Regions from separate parts of the Pan troglodytes genome. Here all the other regions are linked to region 4. The links are chromatin contacts, called in public HiChIP or PLAC-seq maps. All regions are on one chromosome and are shown on one strand. The core of a region is the stretch at or near the end of the contact, and the rest is flanking DNA. Distances in the headings are between cores, read along the strand shown.

Region 1 (2,700 bases), core at 52-2,551, 510 kb after region 4:
CATCTTTTCAGGTTTATTTGATAATGCTGAAAATCGGAAGACATCCTATATTTTTGTTATCTAAGCAATTACTCCACATAATTTATGAGTAGCTGCTGTAATGGCATGTAAACAAAAATTAGATACATAAATTCATCCTAGCACATTTTCCAGGCAAAGGTGGAAAAAAGTGCCTTACCTCTGTGGAACACTTAGGTACGGTCAGAGCCAAACACAGACACTCAAAATATTAAGTGAATCAAACACATTGTTTTATTTCAAGATCAAGCTACTAGTTGTTACTACTAGTTGTTACTATGTGACATGGTCCCAATAGAGGATATTAAAATATACATATATACATAAAGCTGAGAATATGGGTATAGGATTACAGAAAACATCAAAAAAGTCCTCTCAGCTATTCCCCAGAGGATTTTCCACAACGTTTCAAGATAGCCAAGTTGGCAGAGGGGTGGCCGCCCAGGTTCACCGCGGAGTTCCTATTTTGACTGTACCGTCATTCAGAAAAGAGTCGCCCGAACACCATTTTCAAGTCCTCCCGGCAGGACACAGTCAGTTTTCTCTGCGTAGCGGACTCCCTAAAAGCGCTCGACTTACCTGGCAAGAAACCTGCCTCGAAGAAGTGGCAGCGTGAGGTCAGGAATCTGGACGCGCATTACGGGGAGAGTCACCGAGAAACCTGGGCATCTCTTACGTCCCGCGCCTCAAACACCCTGGTCCCCAACTCTCCACACGTCGCAGCTGCCCTCCGGTCATCGAGGCCAAGCGGCCGCGGGGACGCGGGAAGAAAAACCTCTGCCCTCGCCAGGGAGGGCCTTATGGCGGGAGGAGGCAGCGGGATAGGAAAGAGAATCTGAGCTGAGACGGCGCCGACAGGCCTGGGCGAAAGGGGTGCCACCCACCTGCGCGACCTCTTCGCCATCCTTCAAGTACCGCATAGGAGCAGGCTGGGCGGGGACGCGGGTCAGCCTCCTCCAGCCTCCGGCGAATGCTCCTTCTCCCCGATCCTCTAGCCGCTTCCCTCGCTCCCTCTGGAGGCGGCCGAGTGCGGAACGCACGTCCTCGACAGGGCAGGACGGACGGACAGCGGGGGCGGACCGCGACCCGCCCCCGACCCCGGCCCGCAGCGCCGCTCTTAGCCCCGGCCCGGCCCGGCCAGGGATACCCCCAACATGTCAGGAGGCGCGATCCCGCCCTCCGCCGGCTTCTCCCGCCGCTTGTCAGCCTCCCCGCCCTGGCCCCAGCCCGGCTCCGCCACAGGCGCCCGACCCCTGCCCTCTCCCCCGCAGCTAGCAGTTCTGCAGGGCTCGCAGTCTCCTGCAGGGTTTTGTCCGCACCGCCGAATCTCGCGCCCAGCCTCCCTCAAGAGCCGCCGTTTGAATCTGCGCACGCGGCCCTGAACCTCATTGGCTGTGGGGGCCGCACGCGAAGAAGCGAGGGCGGGGAGGGGAGAGCGCGCGCGGCTGAGGGCGGGGCTGGGGAGCTGGAAGCTGGGACTGGAACTCGCGGGAGTCGGGGAAGGAGCCGGGAGCCAGGGGGTGGGGCCGCGGGTGGGGCCGTAGGTGGCGCATGCGAGCCGAGCTGTCACAGGACCCGGAACGCGCCGAGAGGCGCACCGCGCGGGGCCTGCTGGGAGAGCGAGTTCCTGCGCTCGCCGAGGAGTGGGTCCGGAAGCGGCGCCGGAGCGGGTCCGGAAGCGGGCGGTGGAGCAGTCCAGTTGCCCCAAAATTCTTAGGGTGAGCGAACCGAGTTTCTGGCGGGGTGGGTGGTCCCGCGGCCCACCAAGGGAACGTCTCCGCAGCCTCGCCTCGGCGACAGCTCCTGGCTCCTTAGGTGTCTTCCGCCTCACTAGTTAGGATGCGCGGTCTTCAGACTTGAGACAAATCTAACCATAAATTTGCGCGGCCGTTATTTTTTAAGCAAAAATGTGAGCTATTTTTACCCAGACATCATAGCTACGAGAGTGACGAAGACTCTGGCAGGAAACCAAATATCACCTGTTTTCCTCAAAAAGCAGCAGAAGAGTGACAAGTGAAAAAAGTTCCTAGCGGGAGACGTGCTTGGAACGGGAGATAATCTGTGTCTACCGCTGGTCCTCAAGGTGCTTAATTTCGTGCCCGCTCTACAGGAAATAACGTGCGCGGCGGAGGAGCCCCGTCCTGGAGAATAACGCGTGAAGAAGACAGTGGACTGGGCATTTCGTCCAGATGAATGAGCATGGTAGTTAAGTGTAGAAGGTGACCTTCTTCCCTCTGGAGAGAGCAGGGACGGGGGAACCACCGGAGGAGTTTCTAGCGGTTGCAGCTACTTGAGGTTCCAGTCTAATAACTACGAACTGTTCATTTCAAGTAGCATTAAAGTAGATTTGCTACAGTAACAATTACACTTGGCTAAGGAAAATTTGCAAGGCAACATGGTCTATTGCATAGAGCACTGAGCCACGTGTTAACACTGTAACAAACACTTGCTATTTTGAAATTTTACGCTTCATCTTTTGCAAATCAGATGCAGGTGCAGAGTGAATTAAGAGGAGCTGAATTAAGAGAGAAGCTTGCATGCACTGCTGTCAAAACCTAAACACACTGGCTTTTTTTTTTTTTTTTTTTTTAACAGTTCCTTTTTTCAAGGTATAGATTCTGGGAAGGTAAGGGAAGATAAAACAGCTTTTCTTTTTCTCTGTTTTTTTTGTTGTTGTTGTTG
Region 2 (2,700 bases), core at 47-2,546, 320 kb after region 4:
ACGTTCTGCATTTCCAACAAGCTCCCAGGGGATATTATGCTGCTGGTATGCAGACCACACTTTAATGAGTATCAAGAGCTTGGACGACATTGCAGAGAATAGATCTACAGACTTAAAACCAGAGTTAAGATATCTCTTGTTCTTATATTCCCTAACTGCATAACTTTAGATAAGTCATTTCACCTCTCTGAGCCCTCCTTGTTTCATCTGTGAAAATAATATAGTTAATACAATAATTAATAACATAGTTAATACTAATAGCTAACACATACTGAGTTCTTACCATGTAGCAGAAACTAATGTTTTATGTTTGTCAATTTATAAATAAGGCTTAGATCAAACATTCTCTCCAAGTAATGGTGACCTGATACCTGATTGCAGGCCGTTTGACTCATACTTAACACCATGTAGCACTTACCTCCCAGAGCCTATGAAAATGAAATAATAATCGGTATTTGGCTAATTTGTACTGAGTACTCATACGCTCCAGGCCCTCGTTTAACCCTCCCTTGGACGATATTAACTCATTTATCTTATAACCACCCTAGGAAGTATTATTATCATTATCTCGCAGGCCTTAAAATGTCCTCAACAAGTAAAATTGCTGAAGGAACAACAGTGGCACAGTCAGGATTGGAACCCAGGCAGTGTAACTGCAGAGCATGGCTTAGTTTCAGCATTGTACTAGATTAATTGAACTAGACTAGGTTCTGTAACTGCAGAATCCCGGAGCTCCAAGTCAGCTAGCTCACTAGGGTCGGTGCACACCCGCGCCCACTCGGGGTGGCTTCATTGCCAGTGACTCCCAAAACAAAACGAATCTTCTACAATTAGCTCTATGTGTATCTTTGGGATGTCATCTTTCTCGGGCCACAACTAGGAACCCTGAAAGCCGATTATGACTCCAGTGAAACTATTTGGCCCTAAGAAGGGTGATTGTCTAAACATCTTCACAACGGATTTACACTGAAATTGTAACACGCACTTGATTGGAACCCCACACCACAGGCAGTCCCAGGAATTTGTACCCGCCCCGGTCCCGGACCGCGCCCCTGGACAAACCCTCCGGCCCGCCCCTCCGGATTGAGCCCCAAGACTGTCCCCGGACCACCATCCTAAGACCACTCCCTGAACTGCCCCCCGCCCAAGACCGCCCCCCGGGACCGCCCTCTCTAGACCGCCTGCGAGACTGTCCCCGGACCGCCCCCTGGACCGCCCCCTAGGCGGCCCCCCGAGCTGTCCCTGGACCGCCCTCTAGACCGCCTCCCGCCCCGCTGCATCCTGGGAATCGTAGTCCCAATCCTGCTCTGGAACTAGCCGTGCGGCCTGCTCGGGCCAGCTCCGCCTCTATCTGGCGCCAGCCTAAAGGTCCCGCTTCTAATCCCATCATCTCTCCATACCGCCCTCTGCCGGCCTTTCCTCTGGTCGCCCGGATTGCGAGCCGCTTCCGGGCGCTCCGGAAGCGAACCTTTCTTTTCCGGATTGGGCATCCCGGCATCTGCACGTGGTTATGCTGCCGGAGTTTGGGCCGCCACTGTAGGAAAAGTAACTTCAGCTGCAGCCCCAAAGCGAGTGAGCCGAGCCGGAGCCATGGAGGGCCAGAGCGTGGAGGAGCTGCTCGCAAAGGCAGAGCAGGACGAGGCAGAGAAGTTGCAACGCATCACGGTGCACAAGGAGCTGGAGCTGCAGTTTGACCTGGGCAACCTGCTGGCGTCGGACCGGAACCCCCCGACCCGGCTGCGGTGCGCCGGACCCACGCCGGAGGCCGAGCTACGGGCCCTGGCGCGGGACAACACGCAACTGCTCATCAACCAGCTGTGGCAGCTGCCCACGGAGCGCGTGGAAGAGGCGATAGTGGCGCGGCTGCCGGAGCCCACCACACGCCTGCCGCGAGAGAAGCCTCTGCCCCGACCGCGGCCACTTACACGCTGGCAGCAGTTCGCGCGCCTCAAGGGCATCCGTCCCAAGAAGAAGACCAACCTGGTGTGGGACGAGGTGAGTAGCCAGTGGCGGCGGCGCTGGGGCTACCAGCGCGCCCGGGACGACACCAAAGAATGGCTGATTGAGGTGCCCGGCAATGCCGACCCCTTGGAGGACCAGTTCGCCAAGCGGATTCAGGCCAAGAAGGAACGGGTGGCCAAGAACGAGCTGAACCGGCTGCGTAACCTGGCCCGCGCGCACAAGATGCAGCTGCCCAGCGCGGCCGGCTTGCACCCTACCGGACACCAGAGTAAGGAGGAGCTGGGCCGCGCCATGCAAGTGGCCAAGGTCTCCACCGCCTCTGTGGGGCGCTATCAGGAGCGCCTCCCCAAGGAGAAGGCGCCCCGGGGCTCCGGCAAGAAAAGGAAGTTTCAACCCCTTTTCGGGGACTTTGCAGCCGAGAAAAAGAACCAGTTGGAGCTGCTTCGTGTCATGAACAGCAAGAAGCCTCAGCTGGATGTGACGAGGGCCACCAATAAGCAGATGAGGGAGGAGGACCAGGAGGAGGCCGCCAAGAGGAGGAAAATGAGCCAGAAGGGCAAGAGAAAGGGAGGCCGGCAGGGGCCTGGGGGCAAGAGGAAAGGGGGCCCGCCCAGCCAGGGAGGGAAGAGGAAAGGGGGCTTGGGAGGCAAAATGAATTCTGGGCCGCCCGGCTTGGGTGGCAAGAGAAAAGGAGGACAGCGCCCAGGAGGAAAGAGGAGGAAGTAATAGTTTCTAACT
Region 3 (2,700 bases), core at 19-2,518, 270 kb before region 4:
TCCCATGGCATGTTTCTTTTCTCTTGCTAAAACTTTATACCTCCTACGTGGATATTTTTCTACCTGTCTGCTTTCTACTATTAAAAGAACTATAACCTCCAACGTGGTCTTGTGGATTTTGTCTTCATTAGATGATGTAAGCTCCCCTTTAGTACAGCTGATCCAACTCATCTTTGAAATCCAAATTACTCCCACAACTTCTAGTAGATGTATTGAGCATCTACTATATGCTTGGGATTATACTGAGCAAGTTTTCCTGCGTTATCACGTTTACTTCTCACAAAAACCTCATGAGGTAATTATTAGTACCTGAGTTGAGAATAGGCTCATGGAAACACGCTTGCCCTAGACCTTACACAGATAAGTGGCAAGAACTAACCTCAAATAATGTTTGAATTCTGTGTAAATCTAACCATCCAGGAGGTGATATTGGTGTGATGTTACTGTGTGCCAAATAAAATAACTATATTACATTTAATAACATCTAAGAGACTCAGGTTGATTAAATCATTTAATGACACTCAGAGCACTAAGTAGATAACTAAAAAATGTAACCCCCTTCAACATAGTTGGTTACTATTGTGCACCTGTGAACCAAAAACCATGACAGGCATTCTACTTACAATGTTTAACTTTACCCAACGCAATAGCCACGTAAGTCAGGTAATTTTATCCTGATTCTACAGATGAGGAATCAGATTACAAGACCATAAGTCATTTGTCCCAGTGAACTCTGGTCTATGATTTCAGAGCCATGCGTTTTCCACCATACCACACAGTATCTCAAGACCAGAGTTTTTCAGCTCTTTACAGTGTTCTTTACAGCACATTAATCAGGTTGTTCAGAGAAACACAACCCATAGGATGTACATATAGAGAGAGGGAGAGAGAGTTATTTTAAGGAATTGGCTTATGTTTTGTGAAGGCTGGCAAGTCTGAAATCTGTAGGGCAGGCCAGCAGGCTGGAAATTCAAGTAAGAGTTGAAATTGCAGTCTTGAGTCTGAAATCTGCACAGCAGAACCACAGGCTGAAAACTCAGACAGGGTTTCTACATTGGAGTCTTGATGCAGACCTGAGTCATCCTCAGGAAACCTAAGTCTTTGCTCTTAATGCTTTCAACTCTTTGGATGAGGTCCACCCACTCCATGGAGAGTAATCTGCTTAGAACCAATGGATTACAAATGGTAGTCACACCCACAAATATCTTCATAGTAACATCTAGACTAGTATTTGACCAAATGACTGAACATCACAGTTTAGCCAAGTTGATACATAAAATTAACTATCACAGGGAGCAAAAGTTAAATAAAGAAATGCCATTACTTTCTGTAACAAAAAGAAAAGTACCTAAGAAAAAAGTATCAAAAACTGCAAAATTCTTATAAAGGAGGCTTTTACATGGTTGAAATATAATAGCCGACTTGAATATTTAGAAAGTATTCGCATGAAACACAAATATCTTCACATTATGTGCCCATTTAATCTTTCCAACATGTTTTCCTTCCCCAGACCTCCTTGTCACCAGTTTTCTAATCATATTCCTTCCGAGGTCCAAACCATCTATCCAAGCAGTCAGATACTGCTCATGAATCAGTATAGACCTCCACATGTAGCTATTCCCCTTTCCAGACAAAATGAACAACCAGGTATGCAGCTCCAAGTTCTGCTGACTGGGAGTATTTCTCTTCACCGCCTCTAGAACCACCACAGAGAGGGGCCATCGTGTTGTAGCTGTCCACTGTCTGCACCATAAAATGCAGCACTATCTGTAAATCAGTTGCAAATATTTTTCTCAACAGGTTATAGGGGACCACATGCCTTGGATGCCTTCTGGCTCCAAGGTTTCTGCTGAGAAATTAAATAATAATCTCATTGAGAATCCCATGTATATAAAGAATTACTTTTCTCTCATTGCTCTCAAAATTCTTTTTTTTTCAGCAGTGTGATAATGTCTTGGTCTGGGTCTTTTTGGGTTTGTCATACTTGAATTTGGCTGATCTAAGATATCTAAACATGATTTCTGTAAATTCAGGGAGTGTTCTGCCATTGTTTCTTCTAATAATCTCTCTGCTTCTTTCCCTTTTCTCTTTCTGTAAATACCATAATGCATGCATTAGTCTGCTTGATGGTGTCACATATGTTCCTTAAACTCTGTTCACTTTTCTTTACTCCTTTTTATTTCTGTTTCTCAGAATTTGTAATTTCACATGTCCCATAGTCAAGTTCACTTATTCTTTCTTCTGCCTATTCAAGTCTGCTGGAGAACCCCTCTAATAGATTTTTCAACTTGGTTATTGTATTTTTCAGCTTCAGAATTTGGTTCCAGTTTATAATTTCTATCTCTTTGCCAATGATTAATTTTGTTTACATATTGTTTTCCTGATTCCACTTAGTTCTCTGTCCATATTTTCCCTTAGCTCTTTCAGCATATTAAGGACAGCTATTTTAAAGTATTTGTCTAGTACGTCTAATGTCTGTGTTTTTTCAGGGAAGGTAACTGCTACTTTATTTTCTTTTTGAGAGGGACATGTTTTTCTGGGTTTTTGAAATATGTCTTGTGGGAGTTTTGTTGTTATTGCTGAAAATTGGGCAGTTGAGAAAACAGATACCTCCCCCAGTCTTTGCACACTGGCCCTGTGCCAGGGAAGTTTTTCACTAATTAGGTGGCCCATGGTTCTAAGCCTTAGGATCAGCTTCAG
Region 4 (2,700 bases), core at 35-2,534:
TGGTTCTGTCCACAAACTTGAGCCAGAGGGGTACAACTCACCTCCCCCACCTCTCAGAGGTCATTTTCTCAAACTCTCAGAAATGCTGTATAACTTTAAAGATACGTCGGCTTGTTACATGCAAAAATGGCAAAATGTTCACCAGGAAACAAAAATAATCTCATGTTTGTGCAGCCTTAAGGAAGCCGCTTTCCCACTTAAAAATCCAGCCCTTTTCTTTTCTCTAACTTCGTATTTTATCTTCCCTAATTTTACATTTTATTAAAGCTTTTACTTTTGGGAACTGCTATCTTACAGGGGAGATTTAAGAAATAATTCCAATCTCCCTTCCACAAATATTACTATAATAACATTAAAATAGAAACTCAATTTGCCCAAACCAACATGATGCCTTCTTGGTTAAAAGATCTCTAAGGGCAAAACCCAGGTCGTTGGATGGTTTTTATGCTACGCTAACAACTAAGTGGGAATATGGCAGCAAACCTTTAACAATTTATAAACCCTATGACCTTACAAAAATAGGCCGACGAAGCAGGATTATAGGCCTATCTGGGATTGAATAACTTTGTTAAAATTAAACATAAAATAGGAACCAGATCAAAAAGACATTTTATGTAATCTTAATCTTCTTCCCTCTCTTTGCTTAGCCGGGGGTTGGTGAGGGGACTTTCTCTAGGAACTTAGTGACTCTGATGTCTTAGTAGATGCGGTGGAACCAGCTCTGTCTACAGAACCCCGGGCTTCAGTGGCGTCTTCCTAACCGGGCTTGCCTGCCGGGGGCGTTCCGAGACCCTCGGGGCCTTCCCTTCACCCCGCGGGAGTTGGACCGGTGGCGCTGGTAAGGCCTCCCGGGCTCAAAGTGCAACGGACACTGCAGAAATCCAAACTGCTGGCATTCGCGGTTTGGGGACGCCAGAGGAGGTAATGATTTCTGGTTTGTTAACCTCAAGTGACAATAATGCCGAGCCAGGCAGGAGCTGGACCTACAATCTTCTGATGCGTGGTCAGACACGTTATCCCTTGCGCCACTGGCCTACCACGCAACTCCTTCAGTCGCCGTTGGATTACTGTGTGTTGAGAACACACTCGGCAACCACTTTAAAGGACATCGCAGGCTGGTAAAGGAAAAGTACGACAAGGGGGGGCGGTGGAATCGCAGGGTCTTGGCACCGCGGACCCGAGACACCTGGTTTGAGGGCCTTTCCCGGGTCAGTCAGGCTAGCGAGCCGGAGCGTGCTGTCTTTCTGCGCACGCGTAGAGCACACAGGCCGGCTCTGGGGCGCTGCTCTCCTCGGATTACGCATGCTCAGTGCAATCTTCGGGTGCCTGGACTAGCGCTCCGGTTTTTCTGTGCTGAACTTCAGGGGACGCCAACATACGTACACGTCCCTTCGATAGCTCAGCTGGTAGAGCGGAGGACTGTAGCTATTTCCTCAGCAGGAGACATCCTTAGGTCGCTGGTTCGATTCCGGCTCGAAGGAGACAAGTGCGGTTTTTTTTCCAGCTCCCGATGACTATGGCCCTTTCCTTGGGTGCCTTCAATGACAGATTGCATTCCAACGAGCAGTTTGAAAGTCTAGCGCTTTCTCCCCATTTTGGGCCTCCCAGCCTGCACGGTAATTCTTTTTAGCGATTCGCCCTGCGGGAACGTGCCCGGGCAGGTTCCCAGCGCAGCTGTGGGTCTGCGCTCGGCCGAGCGACTGCCGGGTCACGACTTCTGCGTCTTCTTAACCCGTCTTTGGCATTGCCCGGGCCCCGAGTCACACAGGAGGCAGCGCCGGCTCCAGGGGGCCAGGCGGGGACCTTCTCCTCAGAGCCCCGGGCAGCTTCTGCGACCCGAGGGCTCGCAACGGCTGCCGTGAGGAGGTGGGGGGGTCCGCGGGAAGAGGGATCTGGCGCTCCCGGAACCTGGGAATCAGAAAGAGAGAACACAATAGTAAAAACACGAAGCCTAAAAATGACACAATGTTATGGAGACAAGGCGGCACCCGGGGAGGTGTGCCCGCTCCCTTCGATAGCTCAGCTGGTAGAGCGGAGGACTGTAGGCGCGCGCCCGTGGCCATCCTTAGGTCGCTGGTTCGATTCCGGCTCGAAGGAGAGATCCCCATTATTTTGTTGCTTTGGACCAAAAAAGTCTGTCTTCAGCGCGCAATGTTCTGACCCTTCTCTAGGGGAACAGATAATAAACCGTGCCCAGCCGTGGGGGATTAGCTCAAATGGTAGAGCGCTCGCTTAGCATGCGAGAGGTAGCGGGATCGATGCCCGCATCCTCCAGTTTTCTTTCCTGTCCCGTACGGTTTTTCTTTCGATTCTCAGCCCGAACTAGAGCTGAAAAGTCAGACGAAGTCAAGTGAAGAGTAGGGCGAGCTCCAGCTTACCACTCTAAAACTTCCCAGACAAGGAGTGGTGGGCGCTAGCAGTTTATCCTTCTAGCTTTAAATTTTTAGACCCATTTAATTGGGGGGAAATTCACGAAACTGGTTATTTTTGCTTCAAAAATGGCGACAGATTGCCGTCACATGTATTATCACTCAGAATCCTTTATGATTTGTGATAAGATGTCTGCATTTCCAGGGACTCATCTGAGGCTAAGCTGCCCATAGTTCGGGGAGACCCACAGGGAAAACAAAACAAGAAACAGAGAACTTGGAAACGGACGCTGATTACTTTGAACGTTTGCTCTACCGAGGAAGCAGGAAC

Evidence for each region. HiChIP or PLAC-seq counts read pairs in DNA pulled down with a chosen protein or histone mark.
Region 1: an H3K4me3 HiChIP or PLAC-seq map of stem cell-derived excitatory neurons shows a contact between it and region 4, with 3 times the contacts expected there. The contact joins the promoter of MYBL1 here to the promoter of TRIM55 in region 4. A contact is called at or near these places in 1 of 7 Hi-C or Micro-C datasets (stem cell-derived neural progenitor cells) and 1 of 1 datasets of contacts at active chromatin or transcription factors (stem cell-derived excitatory neurons).
Region 2: an H3K4me3 HiChIP or PLAC-seq map of stem cell-derived excitatory neurons shows a contact between it and region 4, with 8 times the contacts expected there. The contact joins the promoter of RRS1 here to the promoter of TRIM55 in region 4. A contact is called at or near these places in 1 of 7 Hi-C or Micro-C datasets (stem cell-derived neural progenitor cells) and 1 of 1 datasets of contacts at active chromatin or transcription factors (stem cell-derived excitatory neurons).
Region 3: an H3K4me3 HiChIP or PLAC-seq map of stem cell-derived excitatory neurons shows a contact between it and region 4, with 2.8 times the contacts expected there. The contact joins the promoter of PDE7A here to the promoter of TRIM55 in region 4. A contact is called at or near these places in 1 of 7 Hi-C or Micro-C datasets (stem cell-derived neural progenitor cells) and 1 of 1 datasets of contacts at active chromatin or transcription factors (stem cell-derived excitatory neurons).

Annotation. Positions count from the first base shown.
Region 1 is chr7:75,265,435-75,268,134 of NHGRI_mPanTro3-v2.0_pri, forward strand. MYBL1 (MYB proto-oncogene like 1) reads right to left here and starts at 1,302. Exons shown (of 15, transcript XM_016959540.4): 1 at 903-1,302. The coding sequence starts at 922.
Region 2 is chr7:75,077,730-75,080,429 of NHGRI_mPanTro3-v2.0_pri, forward strand. RRS1 (ribosome biogenesis regulator 1 homolog) reads left to right here and starts at 1,297. Exons shown (of 1, transcript XM_016959530.4): 1 at 1,297-2,700. The coding sequence starts at 1,591. The coding sequence ends at 2,688.
Region 3 is chr7:74,486,575-74,489,274 of NHGRI_mPanTro3-v2.0_pri, forward strand. It overlaps PDE7A (phosphodiesterase 7A), which reads right to left and starts at 1,269. Exons shown (of 14, transcript XM_063816332.1): 1 at 1-1,269.
Region 4 is chr7:74,755,198-74,757,897 of NHGRI_mPanTro3-v2.0_pri, forward strand. TRIM55 (tripartite motif containing 55) reads left to right here and starts at 1,285. Exons shown (of 12, transcript XM_054656801.2): 1 at 1,285-1,616; 2 at 2,575-2,700. TRNAY-GUA (transfer RNA tyrosine (anticodon GUA)) reads left to right here and starts at 1,389; the gene lies at 1,389-1,481. It overlaps TRNAY-GUA (transfer RNA tyrosine (anticodon GUA)), which reads left to right and starts at 2,009; the gene lies at 2,009-2,097. TRNAA-AGC (transfer RNA alanine (anticodon AGC)) reads left to right here and starts at 2,202; the gene lies at 2,202-2,274.